Regions from separate parts of the Rattus norvegicus genome. Here region 1 is linked to region 2. A link is a contact called in public Hi-C data. All regions are on one chromosome and are shown on one strand. The core of a region is the stretch at or near the end of the contact, and the rest is flanking DNA. Distances in the headings are between cores, read along the strand shown.

What was found. Hi-C and Micro-C count contacts between places; a contact is called where the count stands out from the background.
Region 1: a contact with region 2 is called in a Hi-C map of the A7r5 cell line, with 2.4 times the contacts expected there. The contact joins the promoter of Rbmxl1 here to the enhancer-like site in region 2. A contact is called at or near these places in 2 of 12 Hi-C or Micro-C datasets (the A7r5 cell line and mammary epithelial cells).

The regions. Positions count from the first base shown.
Region 1 is chr19:46,308,161-46,314,338 of GRCr8, reverse strand. Rbmxl1 (Rbmx like 1) reads right to left here and starts at 2,114. Exons shown (of 2, transcript NM_001107420.1): 1 at 2,025-2,114; 2 at 1-83. Slc10a7 (solute carrier family 10, member 7) reads left to right here and starts at 2,586. Exons shown (of 12, transcript NM_001010948.2): 1 at 2,586-2,914. The coding sequence starts at 2,815.
Region 2 is chr19:46,072,224-46,078,211 of GRCr8, reverse strand. No RefSeq gene overlaps it. Among named protein-coding and RNA genes, the nearest start is that of Reeld1, 29 kb to the right of the region's middle. Within about 2 kb of position 1,396, at least 77 of the 93 cell types and tissues checked have an H3K27ac peak or open chromatin away from gene starts, as enhancers often do. A contact at or near this core is called in the A7r5 cell line, where this site is marked.

The DNA.
Region 1 (6,178 bases), core at 865-3,364, 240 kb before region 2:
GCAGGGACGGTGAAGGTCTCAAGCTCCTCTACAAGCTCGCCAAAGGGGCCTTCCAAGTAGCTCACCGGTGACAGCTGCTGGGTCTCAGAACAGAACAGAAAAGCCACTAGGACTACTGCACACGAGCACCTGTGAATATTATTGTATTAGTTTCCTCAGGCTGCTGTAACTGCATTGTGAAAGGGCTGGGGGTGGGTTATAAAACACCGATTTTCTTATAGTTCAGGAAGTTATGAAGTATGAAGGTTTCTACCAGAAGTCTTAATAAAATTCTGTACCACAACTCCCTCCTAGCTTCTAGTGGTTGTCAGTAATTCATAGAATACTTTGGCTTATAGATATCTCAATCCAGTTTCTGCTTCCACCTTACATGGTACTTATACTTCATGACATTCTGAAGAACCGCTGCTGATCATAGCCACAAACATCTGATTTCTACATCCAAGTTCCGAGGTCATTGGACCACGTGCCTTTTATAGGGGACAGTACCGAACAGTTAATTTGAGAAAGGATACAGGCTCATATAATTAATCTAGAGGAATCTGACCCACTATTCTGGTTAGGTTCTAAATCCAGGGACAAGTGTCTTTTAAAGATACATGCAGAAAAAGGCAATGTTGAAGATGGATGCAGAGGGCAGCATGTGAAACATGGAGGGGAATGTGATGCCGAACCAGGCAGAGACTGGAGCATCAGAACCTTAAATCAAGGAAGCCAGGGAATACCGACAGTCAAGGGAAGCTGGAAAGAGCCTTTAGAACACATGGCCTTCCAACAACTCCATTCTGGACTTTCTTATTCTGCAACAGTAAAACATGTCTATTGTCTGAGTACAGCTACCTCCGAGGGGGCTATTTGTTATAGCAGCCCTAGCAAACTAATACAGTCCTTGACAATACAATTCACAATGAACTAACGTCAAAATATTCTATGAATTAAAATTCTGTTCTAAACAGGTTGAGATCTCTAGAAAGAATCTGTGAGCAGACTTACTTAAGCCAGCACTATCTCTGTGATGACCTTTTAATTTGAGAGTATTCGATGGCTGAGGCAGATTTTTTTCTTTTGAACCGAGAAAAATTACTGTAAGAAAATTGTTATAAATTTTGCTTCCTAAAACTCCACTTACCTTGTGACTGTCTTATAATAAGGCTTTATCACATTTCATGTACTTCTTTTGCCTGGTAAATTGTTTAGTGTCTCCCTATTAAGTTCTTTTTATCTTGAGATTAGCTTTTCTTCTTGCTGCCTGATGCGTAATGACCCGGCAGTGGGGGCTGTGCAACTGAGAACTGATAGCATAACTGCTTAAAGCAGCTTAGTTTTTGGATAGCGAGTCATGTCAGCAAGATAAAAGTTAAAAAGAGCAAATTGCATGCCGAGTCTCTTTCAAGCTTTGAATGCATTCAGAATGAAAGTCTGGTACAATCTCTTTCTTTCGAACGTTACGTTCCATAGTAAACTATTCAAGTAGCTGATAACCAGGCTGCTTCAAAATGTCCCACAATACTTTGTTCCTTTCTTTCTTTGGGTGCATAAAGAGGAAGGGTTGATGCTCGGAAGACCATTTGTGAAACTATGTCATAGATTCGCCAAATTGCAATGCAAGAAGCCGAGGGGGGAGGGGGGCGGACATCAGACCCTCCACCCTGCATCTTGCCCTCACTGCTTTTGTTCTGAGTTCCTGGCCCCCTCTCAGTTGTCCTGTTGCTTTAGTGGTTCGGGGTCAGGCAAGGCCCGCACCACGCGGCCTCCAGAATCGCCCGCCCACGCGCGGCACACGGGTAGGGAGGAGCTTGGGTCGCTCTCTCACCGCCCCCCAGGGAAGATTTGCTCCATCCCGGCCGTCCTCCCCACTCCCGAGGCGGGTTTTGGCCGGGAAGGCGGTCGGGCAGAAAGGCCCGGGCAGGCCACCGACCTGGCGGGAAGGCCCGGCCCGCCTTCCCCGCCTTCCCGCCGCTGCTGCGGGAAGGCGGGGGGCCTACCGTCCAGGAAGTCTGCTCGGCCACCGATTTTCAACCTACCCACGGGGTTAATGCTCCCCCAACTAGGAAGCCACTTTCCCGCGCCGGTCGCCACACGCGTCTGCCGCCGCCGCTCCCGCCGAGAACCAGAGGCCGCGAATGGCTTCCCCTCCCCCCGCGCAACGTCAACGCGACGTCGGCCGTCGCCGTAATGCCCCGAGGATGCGCGCATGAGAACCGCCGGCACTGGCGCGCGCAGCTATCGCCGCGGCGCAGCCCGGTACCGGCCAGGCGCACGTCTCGCGTCTCTCGGGCTCAGAGTCGAGCGAGAGACGTTCACTGCGAGGCATGCCTCGGGGCTCGGGCCTCCGTCACTGTAGATTTACTGCAGCGACACCATAATGAGGCTGGGCGTCTGGGACGCCTCGTGCTTTTCTCCCACCGCGGGTCACCCCAAGCTTGGTCATGTGTGCACCGCAGCGGGTCCTGTTAGTGCAACCCGTGACTCGTCTCCCTTGCATCCTCCTCGTTCGCTTGTTGTGGGTGTGTCTCCGTTCTACGTGCCCTGCTCCCGAGTCCTCGGCCCGAGTGCGCGTCTATTCGGAGGCGCGTGGTAGTGATGGCGGCGCTCAGCGAGGCTTTCCCGTCACTGGATACTACTACTCCCAGCCCGCCTCGGAGCCGCCCGAGCCACCCCTCGGTCTTTCGTTTAAGAGTAGCAATTTGACTTGCTCTGCTGCATGTCTGGAGGGACCGAGGAAAGTGTGGAGACGCCCCGGGGATTTAGGGATCGCAATTTGGAAATCAAGCCAGCCAAACAAATAAACAAAACCCACCCGCCCTAACAAATATGAGGCTGCTGGAGAGGGTGAGGAAAGAATGGTTCATGGTCGGGATAGTGGTGGCGATCGGCGCCGCTAAGCTGGAGCCGTCGGTCGGAGTGAACGGGGGTAAGTGCCGCACCTCCGCCGGCTGCCACGCGCCGGGTCCCACTTCAGAACTCGTCGGCGAGTCCTCCGGAGGAGCGGCCGCCCCGGCTGCGGTGCAGACCTCTGCCCTTGCAGCGCCCTGACCAACCCCTGTGCACGTTGAGAGGGGCTTTAGCAGGTTTTTCTTACTTGCTAGCCCAGGATGGGATTAGGAATGGGGCACGGGGATGGGAGTGCAGGTTGCCTTTTCTGCGGGCAATCAATGACTTTTGCTCAGTGCCGGGAGTGAGGTTACAGAAACTGAAAGTTACTCCTCTTGTTCTCAGAGTAGCATCCCATCCCAAGGGACTATAGGTTGCCAGGAGTTCTTTATCAGTCCTGGAGTGGACCTCATTATCTAGTCTATTTCCGATTCCTCCCTTTTGCACCTTAAGAAAAAAGGCTGTTGGAGAGAAAGGGGTGGAGGTTATTGGGGGGGGGGGAAGGGGGAGAAGAAAAAGGAAAACAGGCAAGGACATCCTTGCTCCAAACTTCGATTTTTTTGGTGGCTCATGTGTTGGAGAGCAATAGTCTGCCTTAGTTGCTGACAGTCCAAAACTCCCATTTCTACTGACACGTTGCACTCTTTCCTTACAGGACACGACTTCCGTGTGCTGCTGGGCTGCTGTAGCAAGGCAGCCGTCTAACAGTTGCAGACTGTGTTAGACTATGCATAGTGTATGTTTTGGCAAGGAAGTGTGGATGGGTTAAAACCCGGCTCCAGTCCCAGAATAGTAGGAGCTTTGTAATGTGCCTGTGGACACGGGTGAGAACATGGGCCCCGTCACTGGCTTTTTACACTCTCTCTCCCCCACCTTCAGACACCCTTGTCCCGCTTTTCATAGATATTAATTGAGTTTCTTCAGTTCATTTGTTTTTGACCTCCAGTGTTAGGTTCCAAGTTTACTGACAGATCGAATATATCAATCATACCACGGACCCAAATGAGGACAGAAGAGAACACACACACACACACACACACACACACACACACACACACACACACACAGAGTCTTTTTCAAGAAGGAGGTGCCCGTGTGGATATTTGAAGTTGTACCTTCTTATTAAAACCTTACAGAAGTGAATGATCTCTTGGAATAGTGTTTTTTCTTCCCCCATTTCAAGTTTTTCCATTTAGAAGTAACTTCTGGAATCGTTTGGATGGAATTATTTAAACAGCAATTTCGGATAGGAAAGCTTTCTATATTTAATTTTTTCCCTTTTAAGTTTAGCATATCTTAAAATTTAAATGCAACATAGATTATGTATAATTACCAGTTAGTTTTAGGTACAACCTTTCTGTGAGCCTTCGGGAAACTGTGAAGTTGGGAGTTTGAGTTCTGTCAAATGAAGGTGGAGCCTCTTATCCCTGGAGCTGGGAGAAGTGAAGTTCTGTCTTTGAGGGGGACCCACAATGCTTCACGGTACTGGTTTCAGTGAGATCTCTGCTCAGCATTGAGATGGAGTTCCTGCTGACCTGTGTGGCCCAGCATGGCTGGGTTTGCCACATGTCCTCCCTTGCCTTCCCTGTGTGGACAGGAAGGTTCTGATGGTGAATCGGTCCTTTAAAGTTTCTGGCAGAAACAAGATGGATTCTGTGATCTCAGTTATTCTCTTGGACTCTGTTATTGAACTTTTCTACACTATTGTGTGTTAGAAATACTGTTCCATTTCAACAATCCCTATGGATACAGGATTTTTTTTTCTTCATGAAAACGTAGAAGCAGGCCAGTTGTGGGTGGTGCCCAACTTTAATCCCAGCACTCAGGAGGCAGAGGCAGGCAGATCTCTGAGTTCGAGACCAGCCTGGTCTACAGAGGTAGTTCCACAGAGAAACTCTGTCTTGAAACCCCAAAATAAACAAATAAACAAAAATTTAAAAAGTAGGAGCAGAATGTTTCCAGTTAGAAGTAACTTATAAAATAATTTAGATCAGGATCCCCCCCCCCCCTTGACTAGAATATTGGGGCGGAAACAGGGTGTTAGCATACACAAATTAAGCACAGGCACACACTCTCAGAATTGACACCCCCACCCCCAATGCTGTGTTTGTAGATGTTGAGGCCTGACCACATCAGAGGTTAGTTAGGGAACAGTGGAAACTGGGGCTTCCTCTTTTATAACAACAGTGGCAAAAACAGAGAGAGGGAGAGGAGAGAAAGATTAAATATCACTAGAGAGAGATAAAGAGAAGGCTCTGTGGAATAAAAACATTCCTGTACTCTATAGTTTTTAGTCTAAGGGAACTGTGCTGAATTCACTAAATATTAGACAACTTTTCATGTGTTTCTTCTAGGGCCCTTGTATAAAAATTACTTGTCTTAAGAAGAGTCAAAGGGGTTGGGGATTTAGCTCAGAGGTAGAGCACTTGCCTAGCAAGTGCAAGACCCTGGGTTCGGTCCCCAGCTGGGGGGGAGTCGAAGGCCTGTAATTTTCTGTGCATGTCGTTGGGTTAGTTCAGAGCTTTATATTCCGTGACCATTTCAGCTGGTGGTCTGGTCTGATCTGTAAAAACTGAAGTCAAAACTGTCCAGCAGCACTTCCAGCGAACCCCTCAACAACAATTAAAGATGTAGAGTAGAAATATCACTGGACGTTTCCCCTCACATACTTCTTTTTTTTTTTTTTTTTTTTTTTTTTTTTGGTTCTTTTTTTTTGGAGCTGGGGATCGAACCCAGGGCCTTGCGCTTCCTAGGTAAGCGCTCTACCACTGAGCTAAATCCCCAGCCCCCACATACTTCTTATAATCCCTAAAGCATTTCTTTTAGTTACTGCGTGATGAAAATGTGATTTATTTTTATTTTTATTTTTTTGAGACAGGGTCTCACTCTAGACCCCTGGCTGTCCTGGAACTTGCTGTATAGATCAGGCTGGCCTCAGCTCAAGAGATCTGCCTGCCTTAGCCTGCCAAGTGCTAAGATTAGAGGTGTGTGCCACTACACACGGCTGGAACTGTGAAATGTGGTTTTAAGGTGTGCTCAGATTGTGTTCTGTGGATTGACCTCAAGTTGTTAGGCTTGGTGACAAGCACCTTTACACACTGTGGCCATCTTGTCAGGCCGGGAATGCAAGTTTTTAAATGTATACACAAAAATAGACTCTCCTACACGTTCTTTTACTTACTTAGTTAATTAGTTGTTTTGGGGCAGTGTCTCATTTAATTTAGCTCTGGATGGCCTGGGACTTGTTATGTAGACCAGGCTTATCCTCACACTCACAGAGCTCTACCTGCCTCTGCCTCCCAAG
Region 2 (5,988 bases), core at 147-2,646:
AGAGCCTTGCTCAGATCACTTTGCCTTGCCTGGCTTTTGTCTGCTGCTCTAAATAGAGGAGCATGGTGACCCTCCACCCCGAGAGCTGTTTCCAGAAAGAAATGGGGTCACACAGGATGACACGATGTCCAGCTCGGAGACTCGAGGGTTGTGCATCAGACATGCTCCCGAAATGGATCTGAGTTGCTGGATAGCAGTTTTAACTTATTTATTGCCAGTAAGTTCATTGATGAAGAAATGTGGTAAGTATAGTCTTTCCTTCCATCTCTCCTAGCCATGGAGTTCAGCAGTGAAGATGGTTTCCTTTGAAGAGAGACAGAGACAGAGACACACAGAGAGAGACAGAGACACAGAGAGAGACAACAGAGAGACAGAGACACACAAGAGAGAGAGACAACAGAGACAGAGATAGTCAGAGACAGAGAGACACAGAGACACACACAGAGAGAGACAGAGAAAGACAGAGAGAGACACACTGAGAGAGACAGAGACACACACAGAGAGACAGACACACAAGAGAGACAGAGACAACAGAGACAGAGAGATAGAGACAGAGAGACACAGAGACACACACACACACACAGAGACAGAGAGAGAGACAGAGAGAAAGAGACAGAGAGACACACAGAGACAGAGACACACACAGAGAGACAGAGACACACAAGAGAGACAGAGACAACAGAGACAGAGAGAGAGTCAGAGACAGAGAGACACAGACACACACACACACACAGAGAGAGAGAGAGAGAGAAAGAGAGAGAGAGAGAGAGAGAGAGAGAGAGAATGTGTCTGTTGCCCTAGATTATACAGCATGTGGGGATGTAGTGTGAGAAGGTGCTTCCCACCAACTAGAATCCCTGGCTATACATTTGTGTCCAGGATCCTCCCAGACTCAGACTTGGTTGGCCTTATTTGCCCGCATTTTCACACGGAGTGAAATAACCATGGCTGCCTGCCTGAGAACTCGATTAATAGTTGTTTGGCCTCTCTGGCTTCCCCTCTGATCCTTCCTGGTTCTTTTCTAAGCTTTGCCGAAAAAAGAGGGTGAAATTGATCCTTAGTGTGGCAGAACCCGAACCAGAGGAACCTTGACAGTTCTTGACAGTTCTGCTGGGGTGACTGTCCTCGCCCCCCGCCCTCAGGACAGAGCTGGTGCAGAGAAGAGGGCCCTGGAAGCTGGGCACATTGCCTGTGTGTAAGACAGCCAGGCCGCAAGAGCAGTTTATTTGGCCTGCTTTCCTAGCTATGCTTGTGGAAGAGAGAGACAAGAACCCTCCCTGAGATTTTAGACGGCCTCTCTTCTCCAAAACAACACTATTTCCTAGACAGAGCAATAAAATATATATTTATAAATATTTTCCAAGACTGCCCTCTGGTGGAAATCTAGAAGCAATAACACATCTATAAATTAGGACTTGGGATTCCAGACTTCTGAATAAAAACATTGAGGGAGGGAGACTGTTACACATGCTCAGAAAGTTTCTCACACTGACTTTGTGCCCAGAGGCCTGGAGAGTTTCACTAAGGTGTACCTTGTTTCTACCAAACACTCCCCCCAACACACACACACACACACACACACACAAAATGAAGACTGTCTTGCCTTTTAAAAGAAATCCTGCTCGAGCTGGAAATTGTGCTATGAGGTTATTTTAAAACTGGAAGTGCAGGGACATGCCGGGAAGGACAATGGGAGAGTGTGCCTGGTGTGTCCCTAGGCTGTGTGTGTTTGAATCTCCGGTGCTTTTATTTTGGCTGAGGAAGGCGCCAAGGCTGAAGAGCGCCCACCCCACCCCCACCCCGGCCACACACACTGCTGGGTTTCACCTTGGAGGATGTCGGACAATGAGTCATCTGTACTTCTTCCTGGCTGTTCCTGGCCAAGCTTTCCCACTGGACCTCAGCAGCCTGGCCCAGTGCCCAAGCCGTCTGGAGCCTTTCAGTGGTGCAGAGCCCAGGGAGAGGCTTGGGTTCCACCGCCCTTCCAGCCCCACCCCCTCTGCCCCAGGGCCCCAGTTTAGACTCTGAAGCAGCCTTGTCCACGTCCAAAAACCTCATTCACTCTGCTGCGTTTGAAAGGAGGCCGGAGGAAGTGGGCTGTCCTGTAGGAACGGTCCCAGCCAAATTCTGTGAGGAGAAAACATGAGGAGTTCCTAACTGAGCTCCTCTCTGATGAGCTCTCTGAAGACAAATAATTCTTGCCTGTTTGGACTGGTTCTGATACCTTGTAAACCACTGTCACATAGAGCAGTGACAGCAAAATAGGAGATTTTTATGAGTTTGTCCATTTGACAAATGCATCTTGAGCAGCAACTCTGTACAAAGCACTGTCTAGACTCTGAGGAGCAAGTCAGCCAAAGGCCCTGACCTGGGAAAATTACAGTCCAGTGAGGACAGACAGCCCCATGAGTAAATACATCACTCCAAGGGCTGTGAAGGAAACTAATAATGAAGAGCCAAGTGGTGCCTACTCAGATGCAGTAGTCAGACCAGCCTTTCTCTGAAGGTTATACTTCAGTACCTACTGTGTGCCAGCACCTTCAGACCAGCCTTTCTCTGAAGGTTATTCTTCAGTACCTACTGTGTGCCAGCACCTTCAGACCAGCCTTTCTCTGAAGGTTATACTTCAGTACCTACTGTGTGCCAGCACCTTCAGACCAGCCTTTCTCTGAAGGTTATACTTCAGTACCTACTGTGTGCCAGCACCTTCAGACCAGCCTTTCTCTGAAGGTTATACTTCAGTACCTACTGTGTGCCAGCACCTTCAGACCAGCCTTTCTCTGAAGGTTATACTTAAGTTCCTACTGTGTGCCAGTCTACTGGACAGTCACTGTATTTGGAGTTGAGAACTCAAAAACAAAGAAAATACAAGCTGTGCTTTCTGAGATTTCAGAACACAGCTGAGAAACGAATTGTGTGTGGCATCGAAGCTGAGTGTGAAGACCCACTGTTGCTCACAATAAACACACCCGGAAGATTATGGCATCTCTGTTTGATGGAAGTGAAAACTCGGTTTAAGGGATCAGAAAGTGCTTTGCCCAAACATGTCGATTTCATCTGTAACACCATAAAGGTTTTAATTTAGACATATCTTACTCCCACATGGTGTGTGTGTGTGCGTGTGCATGCGCGTGTGTGCGTGTGTGTGTTGATAGAAAATCAGTGAAATTCCAGTACCCCGGTGGCACAAAGGTTGATGGAGTTACTACACAACCTTCAGTAGGTTAACGGCTTCGCCTGTCTGACACCTGGGTGAAGAAAAGGGTTCTCGCTAGGGTAGAGAGAGGTGGAGATGGCACCTGGCTCTGTGTGTAAGCAGATTTCGCTAGCTCTTGGGAGTGGTGCCTAACTCTGGCACTTGATTTCATTCAGTCTTACAGCATCCGTCCTGATGACATGCGCACTCCTCCACTGAGCCGTTCGCCGTTCAGACCCGAGTCCACACCAGACCTCTCTTCTCTCTTTCTTTCTTCAAGTAAGAGTGCGGGGACAATTTTGTAAATTTGGTTTCTGTAAAAACAACAACAACAAATAGGTGTGCTATAAGAATACGTTTCTGTTTTAATCCAAGGTACAGAGTATGGAGAGTATGGGCTGCCCCAGATCGTCCACAGTGGGTGGCTGTGATTTGCCTCGTGCTCCAGCAAGGGTGTGAACTTGCAAGCAGCAGAGAGTTTCTGAGATTGTGTGAATTAGGGGACTTTTCAGCAGGTTTGTAAATGGTAGGGTGCTGGAACTTGACCGGGTGGGGCATTAATGGTTTGTTGTTTGTTGTTGGTTAAGCAATCATACACAAAGAAGAAACAAGAAGAAACCAGGTATCCTGACAGTAAAAATCAAACTTGCCTCAAGCTTGAACTCAACTCCCCCAGTCAGCAGGAAGTAGTCTAACGGCAAGGTATTCCTCTTTCCTCTCTATCCGTTTTCCTCTATCCAGTGTTAGGGGGTTGAAAGGGTAGAAAGGAGTGGAGAAGGGTAGAAGAAAGAAGAAAGCACAAAACAGCCAAAGTCCAGCCACATGAATGGATCTCTTGACTCTGGGAAAAAGACACTTTCTACTTACACGAAAGTCTTCCCTGGCCTGAACCTGAGCAGGAACAAGGAGGAAGGACAGGCTACCAGATGTGACCTTTGACTTTTCGGGAAATGGGGGAGAAAGACACAAACTACAACATGCTGTGTATATGCCAAGAGCTTCTCCTCCAAAAGCAGAACCGTGTGTCCACCTGGCCTGGGCCATTCCACCAGCTCCTTGGGTGACAGGTTGCTGACTTGGTGCTAACTGGAAACCTGATTGTGGTTTTCAAAGAATTGAAACTCAGAGCTGCAGTACCCAACCTGCTGGATTTCAGAGAGGAACGTGCTCTGAGGAAAAGGCGATGAAGAAGGGGCAGTGAGGGGTGGACCTGACTCCAGTGCTGGGTTTCCTTTTGAGGGACCATTTCACCATCAACTACTCCTTTAAGGCGGGATCTGGGCCTTATTACCTCAGTATGAATCACGTCAAGTCACAGGCCAGGCGCGCACTGTTTTCTGAAGCCCACGGGTTCCAGAGTGTTAGGTACCAAAGAAACTCAGCAAATGGCTAACTGAGGTGACCATTAACACATCAAAATGGGCCCACAGCCGTGTGGTGTAGGCTGGGAAGAAGACACCCAGAGGCCTAGACACCATTAAGATGAGCAAGTAAGTGATGGAAGAGAAAGAGAAGAAAGGTTGTGCACTATGAAGAGAGGCAAACTGCAGAAGTGAGGGTGGTGAGGAACAGCCTGGTGTGAGTAGCCTGCACTGCCACCTGAGGCCATGGAAGTCCTGGCGGGTGCTGCCCCCCACCCCACGACGATGTTGAGTCCCTGGCCCTACCACAGCAGGGGTCTGTGTCAATGTCCTTTGCCCCTGTTACTACCCAAGGCCATGCAGATGTCTCTGATCTGGGCTGCCCCTGTTGATGTTGATGTCCTAGGGCTGTGCAGAGCTGGTCCAGACCCTCACCAGCTGTGGAACTTGGGAGAGTGGGTGGGCACGAGTGCTATGGCCCCACCCCTTGCTGCTTGTGACGGGAGAGCTGGCCTTACCCCTCGAAGATCAGTGCTGGAGAGCTGGCCCTGGTGGTGTGGGTGCTATTCTGAGTCCACGAATGTAGAGGTCTTGTCATATCCAGAGGTCACTGTTTTGCTCTCTCTTTTGTGACCTCCAGCTCTAACAATCTTTCTGCATTCTCCACTCTGGGCCTTTGTGGAGAGAGGTGTGACGGAGATGTCCTATTGTTGCTGAGCACTCCACTGACTCTGCACTTTGACCAGCTTGTTTCTGTGTTAACCACCACACAAGACACATCTCTAATGAGGTGTGTGGGCTGCCCTGATCTACGGGCATTCAGAAGTCATTAGAAGGCAGTTTGATACTGTGTCCGCTTAGCAACATAAGACAACTGCTATTCTCATACACTTGACTTCTGCTTTCCATTCAGGAAGAACTAGGCACATGTGTCTGTCTTCTCTTACGGAAACAGTGTGGAAGGAACATGTGTCTGATGACATGGTTCTTGGAGCCCTAGTGGACAGCTCACTAGAGATGTCTCAAATGGTCTAATTCTATGGCTTGTTTCTACCAGGGTCTTAGCCAAAAGGCAGAGAAGCAACTGACTTGTTTCTATGACATAGCTGTTTTACTCATTGTACTTAGTAGAAGTTAATTCAATTTCCTGTTTGTGACACTCTGTCCTGGATTCTAGACTAAGCAAATACAGCAGGAGTCTTGCTTTCATGAAGTTTATGTTCACTGTAAGCTGAGGTAGTGCTGATCAGGCCTGGCTGCATATTAGAACCCTTGAAAAATTATTTTTAAGATTCATGGGTACAGACGCCATTCCTGAAACATCAGATTTAGATATGCTGAGAATTTGATATCAATGCCGTATTGATTTGGAGTGGTGCGATGGGAGCTCAGAGGCTCTATAGATATTCCTTTTCCATTACTTATTAACAT